3 separate regions of the Zea mays genome follow, and all the other regions are linked to region 2. The links are chromatin contacts, called in public Hi-C maps. All regions are on one chromosome and are shown on one strand. Each heading gives the region's core, a stretch centred on a gene start, on an enhancer-like site or on the middle of the called end of the contact. The rest is flanking DNA. Distances are from core to core; before and after follow the strand shown.

Region 1 (2,858 bases), core at 127-2,626, 290 kb after region 2:
GTACTCGAGAACTTGGGTCGGGGGTGAATACATAATATCCGTCAGTCGAGAGAAGAGACGATGGAAATAGTAATTTCCGTCGGTTGAGCGGTTTAAGTTGATATAAATTACCTTGTTTCCATTGGTTAAGCTATGATCGATATAAATTGTTCATTTTTGCGGGCTGACCTAAAAGTCCATGAAAATTATTTTAGCTCATAGAAATTCTCCATTTTTATGTTGGGGGCATATAGATAAATAGAGCTTAGAGCGTTGTGTGATCACCTATCAGAAGACATTGTAGGTCATATCTTTAGAAGCACGGTACAATCATCATATGGATGGAGTGGTGGAGCATTGTAGATCATATAGTAAAGTACTAGATATATATGACACATTTCTGTTGTGTACAAAAAGAATGTAATAATTTTCAATAGAACAAATATAATAGTGGCATGCAGGAGCATGAGAGAGGGTTGGAGCAGTGTACAATCGCCTAGAAAATAATGCTTTGATATTTGTCACAAATGACTAATGTAACACTTAATGGCAAGCAATTAAACATGTCACACCATACTCGATTTAACTTGAACTAAAAACCAACATTGAGGGTATGAGATAAAAGGATTCTAGTGAAACATGGTATGATGGAACAATGGAGAGTTGGGGCGTGATTAGTACACACGTCGGCCGTATCTAGGCTCGTTTGATTCGTTGACTTTGAACACACGTGTGATTGGTTGGTTATATAGGATGAAGTGAGCCCGCAGGTTGGTTATATAGGATGAAGTGAGCCCGCACATACGCGTGCAACCAGCGATTTTTTCAACTCCCGCCTACATGTGTGGAGAAGCTAGGGAGAGAGATTCCCTAATAGCATAGGTCAACACACGTCCGATACTCGAGGGCACACCAACCGATCACTCCCTTGTATGCCAAAATATACATAGTGTGATACAACCCCACCATGTTAGCCGCCTCCCACATAGATTTAGGGGGTGTTTGGTTTATAGAGACTAAACATTAGTCCCTTCACTTTATTCCATTTTAGTTCATAAATTGTTAAATAGGGAAACTAAAATAAAGTTTTAGTTTCTATATTTAGTAATTTATAGACTAAAATAGAATAAAATTGAGGGACTAAAAATTAGTCCCTAGAAACCAAACACCCACTTAAACAAAGAAACTTTTGGTCATCGCTAATTCCTAGATTAGTCAACGACAGTTTAACCGCAAAGCCGTGACCTTCCCATATGGCGCCATACGCCCTTGTGGCCTTGTCTGCGCTTTGAGGTCACGCGTGTGCCATTGCCGTGTCTCCGAAGAGAGAGAGAGAGAGAGAGACGGAGGGATGGAGACGAAACAAACACCGTGGAAAGAGCGGAAAAGGACACGCTGGCCTGGCTCCCGGACAGAACTGCTCTGCTATGGCCGTCTTCTGGACGGAGGGAGGGAGGGAGGTTGAGAGAAAAGCAGGGGGGGCAGCAACGGAAACAAAACTAAAATAATCGTACTGTAGAAGCCGAGCGCAGGAGATCCAACAACGAAACTCCCCTTCGTTCCTTCCTCGTGTTCTTCTCCCTCCTGCCGCCGCGGCCCGCTCCGCTCCCGAGCCCCGTTGCACCTCCACCCGCCGCTTCCGTCCCGTCTCCTGCCACCTTCCTCTCACCGCAATCGAGTCGCTGCGCCTCCTCCCGCCCGCCACCTCCCGCAGCCGCAGCAGGACGAGCTCGTCGCCGCCGTGTACTAGGTACGTCCGCCTTCTCCCGGCCCCGTTCTGACGGTTCTCGCAGTGGAGCGGGAGGAGGGGGTTCCTCTCCTCTCCTTCGACGCCGTTCACCGGCCGGCGCCCGCAGTCCATGTTGACCGTTGCGTTTCTCTGCTTTGGTTTACAGAAGAACGGGAGGTCGCTGTCGGTCTCCCGCACAATCCTGATTCCTGGACCTGCGCCGCGTGGTTTCGCCTCAGGTTGGCTTCCTGTCTTCGCCCGGCGCGCCTTTTCCACCTAGTTCCTCACATTCGTTTGGGGGTGTACAGTACAGGGGTAGTAGACGATGAGCATCCTTGGTTGCTCCTGCCTGCGATATCCTGCAGTAGTAGTACTATAATTCCTGCTTAGTGTTGGCCTGCCTGAGTTGTTCATCCTGTTTGCTGACTCCTATTTCCTGCTGCTGCAGGTTGGAGTGTCTCGATTTGTCAGGATAGCTTGTATAACTGAAGCTTTCCTTTGTATGATGATGGGGGCATGCCATGGATCACAAGTGAGGGGGCTAGGGTTTAGTATGTGGTAGTAGCTCCTGCTTCAGCAAAAGAAGCAAGGATCACTACTTTTGCTGTTTGTTCCGTGGAGGATCTGAATCCTATCGGCATTGATTCGGGTGGCGTCAGCTGTTCTGGGTGGGGTAGTATGATGAAACAGATATTTGGACGGCGCAAGGCGTCCAAAACTGCAGGCAAGGAGTGTGGCGGGAGGACGTTCAACCAGCTGCTGTCAGGTTCTGGATTTGCTGACCTGAGTGGCCAGCTGCCAATTCTGTCTAGTACTGGGGACATCTATGGGAATGGAAACCGTACGGGGTTCCAAGACTCGAGGATAAATGATACTTTGTTCTCTTCCAACTTCCGACTGTTGCCGAGCTTTAAGGATGTGCCAAATACAGAGAAACAGAATCTGCTCATCAAAAAGTTGAACATGTGCTGCACTCTGTTTGACTTTGAGGATGCGGCAAAGAACATAAAGGAGAAGGAGATAAAGACGCTAATGTTGTTGGAGATAGATGAATATGTTAGGACTGCTAACGCGAAGTTCCCTGAGATCATTGTGGAGGCAATCACAAAAATGATTTCAGTGAACTTGTTCAGGACACTAATTTCCCCAC
Region 2 (2,795 bases), core at 155-2,654:
AGCCACATTGAAACACGTCCAAGTGTAGCATGTTCTGGTTAAATACATAATTACATATATGGAAGTGCATCACAGATCCCACAGTTACACATATAACTATGATAGAAGTTCCAAGTTTATAGCCAATCTCAAGAAGCATTACTGCATGTCATCATTGCAATTGGGTCCTAGATATCTCAGTCCAATATACTATATACTCTCTCCGTTCCAAAATATAGTTCTTTATCCTCTTTTTTCTGTCAACATTCAAATGAATGATGATGAATATAGACATGTATACAAACTACGTTCATAAGTAAATTAATGAATATATATTTAGTCTAAAACGAATTATATTTTGGTACAGATAATAAAATAATGAAAGTAGATTTCCTGAAGAAATCAAAAAACAAAAAAAGTACTAAAATGGAAAAGACCAGACCTTTGGAACCATATCAACGTTGTAGTCTCTGCTAGCTCCTATGTGCGCAGGCGGTGTTTCTTCACCCTTGAACCGTTTCCAGAGCTGCAAATAGCAGTTTAATTTACAGCATAGTTTAGGACATCATTACGAACAGCAGGTAGAATCCAAAGAGCGCCTCATAAACAAGATAGACAAAAAAACCATGTGCATTGTTTATCATCAGGAACTTGCTATATATACAGGCGAGTCTCATGGATCGCCATTACCCACAACCTCAGAGAAATGAGGGGCGAGGCACTCCAAAATATCGCCAACAGACATATCAGCCTTGCATTGTCACCTGATTGAGATTGAGCGATGTGGAGTCTCCGCCGTAGTAGTCATTCCTGTCCATGTGCAACACCTGATGACATGCATGCAGAATTACGAATTAATGCGTTCGTCAGGACACCGTGATAATTACAATGCCCGCAAATATTGCCAGCTGCGTCACATGTATGTTTACCAGATCAATCAATACTATGATGATGACCGAACTGTTTATGAGTAAGAAAGACATAGTTTATTTTGGCGGTGTTAGTGTCTTGTCCCGGTAAATTGGTGACGAGGAAAGGCCGAAAATGATTCATTATTGTCACCTCGCCTTTTGTTTTTATTCATTAAGAGAGCTTGCATTTCAATGAAGTTTTCGATCCCGGCCAGTTTTAAAAAAAATCATACGGAAAATGGATAACCACCAGGGCGCGATCTTATTAGAAGTGGCCGACGACGGAGGGAGAGAGAGGAGGGGATCGATGGAGGCGTCGTAGTAGCGTAACGTACCTTGAGGCGGTCCACAGAGAGGAGGCCGCTGAGGATGCACTCCTTGAGCCCGGTGCCCAGCACGATCACGTCGTACTCCACATCCATGGCGCGCGCGCGGGCGGCGTCGCCCTCGCCCGGTCGAGAGATCGAGAAACGATGGAGGGAGGAAAGTGTGGATCTCCAACGGCTCGAGTCACGGTCGCCCAAAGAGGTCTGGACGTCTGGTTGCCGAGCGGGCTGCGGGCCGGCAGAGGAGGCCGCACGGACCACGGAGTGGGAGGGATGAAATGGAAAAAGGAAACCGACGGCACTGCGCGTCGCGGTCGCGGCTATTCGTCGTCTATGCTATGCTAGCGCAAGAAAAATCGCAAAACGCTTGACTTGGCCGAACGCGGTGCCTTCCTTAGAGCATCTCCAATAATGCCTCAAACTAATGCCTCAAATCGAAATATAGGGCTCTACACAGGAAAAACCACTCCAACAGTGCCTCAATTAAACAAATTTTGTCAAAAAACTATAGGGCACCATCTCAAGTGCCTCAAATATACTACACCGTAGTGGGCTGCCCTATAATCTAGATTTAAGGCTTTACTGTTGGAGCAGAGTGTTTTGTTGGTGCCCTAAATTCTATAAAATTTACTTATTTTTAAATTATAAGGCATTTTTATAGGTCACGTTGTTGGAGATGCTCTTAGCTTGCCCTCGAAGCAGTGCCGGTCCTGACATTTTGGAGGCGCAGGACAAGACTTATAAAAGAGGCCCTTTATAATAATTATAATTATATATATATCTCTACTATACTTATTAAGTTAGCAATAGTAGCCTGCCTTTTTGTGTTCTGCCATTCTGCGATCTCAGTCGTCCATTCTACCGTTCTACAATCTCAGCCGTCCAATCCCGCACACCAGTTTTCCGAGCCGTCCAATCCCGCACACCAGTTTTCCGCGCGCAGAAAAAAAAATCAAACCGTGGTTGCCTAGGGATCGAACCTTGGATCTATTGAGCAGAATGCCTAGCATTCACCCTCTAGCCAACATAACTCATGTTGAATTGTGTACAACTTCAACTAAAACGTCTTTTGTGTTTAACCCACCGTCCACTCTGTATGCTCACTGAGTCTAGAAAAACATTTAAAGCTTGGCCCCTGATCTTTCTAGAATTTGGGACGTAGTCCAGGAAATAAAGAAAAAAAGGGAAAATGAGTTTAGAAATTGATTTTTATTTTAAAAATAATTGCAGAAACCCATTTAATTCATGAAAATTTCATATTAAATCCAAATGGGTTCATTCCAATTTCTATAATATTATTTTTCTCTACTACTTGTTAAGTTAGCAATAGTAGCCTGCCTTTTTGTGTTCTGTCATTCTGCGATCTCAGCCGTCCATTCTACCGTTCTACAATCTCAGTCGTCCAATCCCGCACACCAGTTTTCCGCGTGCAGAAAAAAAATCAAACCGTGGCTGCCTAGGGATCGAACCTTGGATCTATTGAGCAGAATGCCTAGCCTTCCACCCTCTAGCCAACATGACTCATGTTGAATTGTGTACAACTTCAACTAAAACGTCTTTTGTGTTTAACCCACCGTCC
Region 3 (2,774 bases), core at 71-2,570, 510 kb after region 2:
TTTACTAAGATAGGAAACAACTAAATTATTGCACGGTATAGCCATATGGTGAACATGTAGGGTGCATGTGATATTCCTTTACTTCCTGTTCTTTTTTTACAGACTGATGAAGGAAGTTTGTAAGTTATGATAACCTTTTTCTATAGTTTATTTTTTACGGTATCTCATGACTGGATTCAATCTTGATATCGCAGGATGCGAGGAAGGACATTCTTTTCCTTGATTCCCCCATCTTTTGCAACTCCAGCTGAAGCGCTCTGAATACGATTATATGAGAGATACCACGATTAAGATTTGTTCTTATAACTTTCACTTTGTTCAATTAGTTGTATTGTTCATGTACTTTAGGGGACGCTTGATGTGTGCAGTAATTACAATCAGTCTAAATAAAAAAATTAACACTTACTTTTTTGTTGATATTGTCATGTTTATTAATACTTGCTTGCCAGATTAATGATTGCACTGAGTTCACGCTGTAATTTGATCTGGATAGAGATGGTGGCAAATACATTGCTCCAAATGCAGATCGAAGTACACGAAACCTTCACATTCTTCACATAGAATGGCTTTTACCATGTACTTTGCATCTTTCTATAGCTTCAAAATGATAAATAAATGCATCTTTCTATAGCTTCAAAATGAACAAATTTATTTACCGTCCGCAACGTGTCCTTTTTTCATGAACACTATGATATGTTCTTTTGTTATAGCTTTTTAGAGTTTTGAGACAATGTGCAAAAATAGAAATGATTTTTCCATGGCATATAAACACACCTAACATGTATGTATTGGGCTATGACATTTAGATTTGTAATTTGTGAGAATTTATGAGCCGTCGCAACGCACGGGTACCTAACTAGTAAGGAGGAAGAATGGGAAGGAGGAAGATAGAGAGGGAAGAGGAGGTAGGAGGACAGGATTGTATTCTCATTTTTTTATACCCCTCACAAGAGGCACAAACACAACTACACGGCCCACGGCCACAGCCACACAGCTACTGGGCTCACTTCCACTCTAGGCCGCTCACTCTACAGTTGGCGCGACACACACGCCCACTCGGCGCCACTGTGGCTGCTCCTGTGCCACGTCCAACAACAACTCTTCCTGGGGCTCTGGTGAAGTAGCAGATGGAGTAACAAGCTGGCCGGGCTGAGGGCGTGGCGCGTGCGTGGAGCTGGCTATTCTACGCCGAATCGAACAGCCAGCCGAGCAATGAGCTATGAACCCGGTCCACAGAACTGTCCATGCAATCTTGCATTGTAATCCCTAGGGGTCTAGAACCAGGAGGGGCAGCGTCGTCATTTCACGTCTACGTGCTGATTGGGCTTCGGCGTGACGGGCGCGGCGTGCAAAAAAATGGCCAACCATTAGTTCAAACTCCTCTCTATAAAGACAGTCATAAAAGTAATAATCAGAGTTGATGTTTTTTTATAATGACAAAAAGTTAAATTTCTCCGTCGCCGAGGGAGTCCAATCCCAACACGGCGACGACGACAAACAAACAAGGAAATCGCCTCCTCCTCCTCCTCCTCCTCTTCCTCTTTCCCTCGCTCTGCCATCTGCCCCCAAATTCCCCTCCCCACTCGCTCGCGTCGCGATAGCAAGCAACGCGCAGGTACGAATTCCTCCCCAGAACTCGCGATTTCCTTGGATTCGTCCTCCTCTTGGACCCGATCGCGAGTTTTCCCGGTGCGGAACCGTGGATTTTGAGCCGAGATTTCGCGGTCACCCGCCTCGGGTTGACCGGGATTTGAGGAGATCCGCGGATTTGTTGCTGGTCGCCGGGGATCGTAGCCGGGCGCGTAGATTCATCCTTCTACGCGTCTAGGAGGGGGATTAGGGTTTCGTTTGCTCGGGTCGGGACTCGGATACTCGCTTTCGAGATTGGATTGGTACTTTTCTGGCGCGATGTTTGCTTTTCGTCGGTGACTCATGGGCTCGTAATTTGGCTGCAGGTGCTGAAACTCGTGTACTGTTGATGGATGATGACTGTTCCCATGGATAGTGCTAGCGCAGCCCCATCCTCCACGCGGGACCTTGCCGAGCGTCTCCTTACTAGGGTAAAGGCTATTAGTTCCTCTTGTTCCTTAGGATGTTATACTACTGGTCGACACTATGGGTTTTTGATCCATAGTTTCCGCTATGCCCCTGGCCTTTTCACGTTTTTTTGGATGCCTGGCGCTGCTTGTTTTATGTTAATCGTCGGGTACTGTGGATTCTGGAGCAGTTGGGATAGTTTATATGTCTTTACATAGGCTAATTCGTTTACTTGATAAATTGCTTAAGAAAGAAGAATACCCTGAGCTAATTGTTCATCAGATATAAGTCAAGCTTTGCTAGTATTCTGGGTTCTCCCATGTGGCAAGGAAATGCAATTGATAATCATGTTTACGCAAAGCATAATGATAAAGTTGTGACATTGCAATGTTATTATGCAGAATAATGAACTTGAAGACCAGCTTCGTAAGTCCGCACAATCCAAAGTCCCATCAGATCCCAACATATGGCTTCAGATGCGTGACAACTTTGAGAAGATAATTCTCATAGATCACGACCTCTCTGAACAGAGAGATGTAGAGTATCTCCTATGGCAGTTGCATTACAAAAGAATTGAGGACTTCAGGAGGAACATTAGTGCAGCTAGCTCACTTGCATCTCAGAGTGGGAAGAGCAACACTAACCCAGATCGAGTCAAGAGAATTAAATCAGCCTTCAAAAGCTTCCTTTCAGAAGCAACTGGCTTCTATCATGACTTGATGTTAAAGATCAAATCA

Evidence for each region. Hi-C and Micro-C count contacts between places; a contact is called where the count stands out from the background.
Region 1: a contact with region 2 is called in a Hi-C map of endosperm, with 7 times the contacts expected there. The contact joins the promoter of LOC103647325 here to the promoter of LOC100273017 in region 2. A contact is called at or near these places in 3 of 25 Hi-C or Micro-C datasets (bundle sheath, endosperm and an unstated tissue) and 1 of 3 datasets of contacts at active chromatin or transcription factors (leaf).
Region 3: a contact with region 2 is called in a Hi-C map of leaf, with 7 times the contacts expected there. The contact joins the promoter of LOC100278146 here to the promoter of LOC100273017 in region 2. A contact is called at or near these places in 3 of 25 Hi-C or Micro-C datasets (ear, leaf and tassel).

Annotation. Positions count from the first base shown.
Region 1 is chr2:175,975,476-175,978,333 of Zm-B73-REFERENCE-NAM-5.0, forward strand. LOC103647325 (serine/threonine protein phosphatase 2A 57 kDa regulatory subunit B' theta isoform) reads left to right here and starts at 1,377. Exons shown (of 5, transcript XM_020548470.3): 1 at 1,377-1,729; 2 at 1,875-1,947; 3 at 2,157-2,858. The coding sequence starts at 2,387.
Region 2 is chr2:175,685,208-175,688,002 of Zm-B73-REFERENCE-NAM-5.0, forward strand. It overlaps LOC100273017, which reads right to left and starts at 1,405. Exons shown (of 12, transcript NM_001147467.1): 1 at 1,226-1,405; 2 at 744-806; 3 at 422-505. The coding sequence starts at 1,312.
Region 3 is chr2:176,195,816-176,198,589 of Zm-B73-REFERENCE-NAM-5.0, forward strand. It overlaps LOC100278146 (Protein SMG7), which reads left to right and starts at 1,321. Exons shown (of 8, transcript XM_008671874.4): 1 at 1,321-1,615; 2 at 1,956-2,060; 3 at 2,439-2,774. The coding sequence starts at 1,983.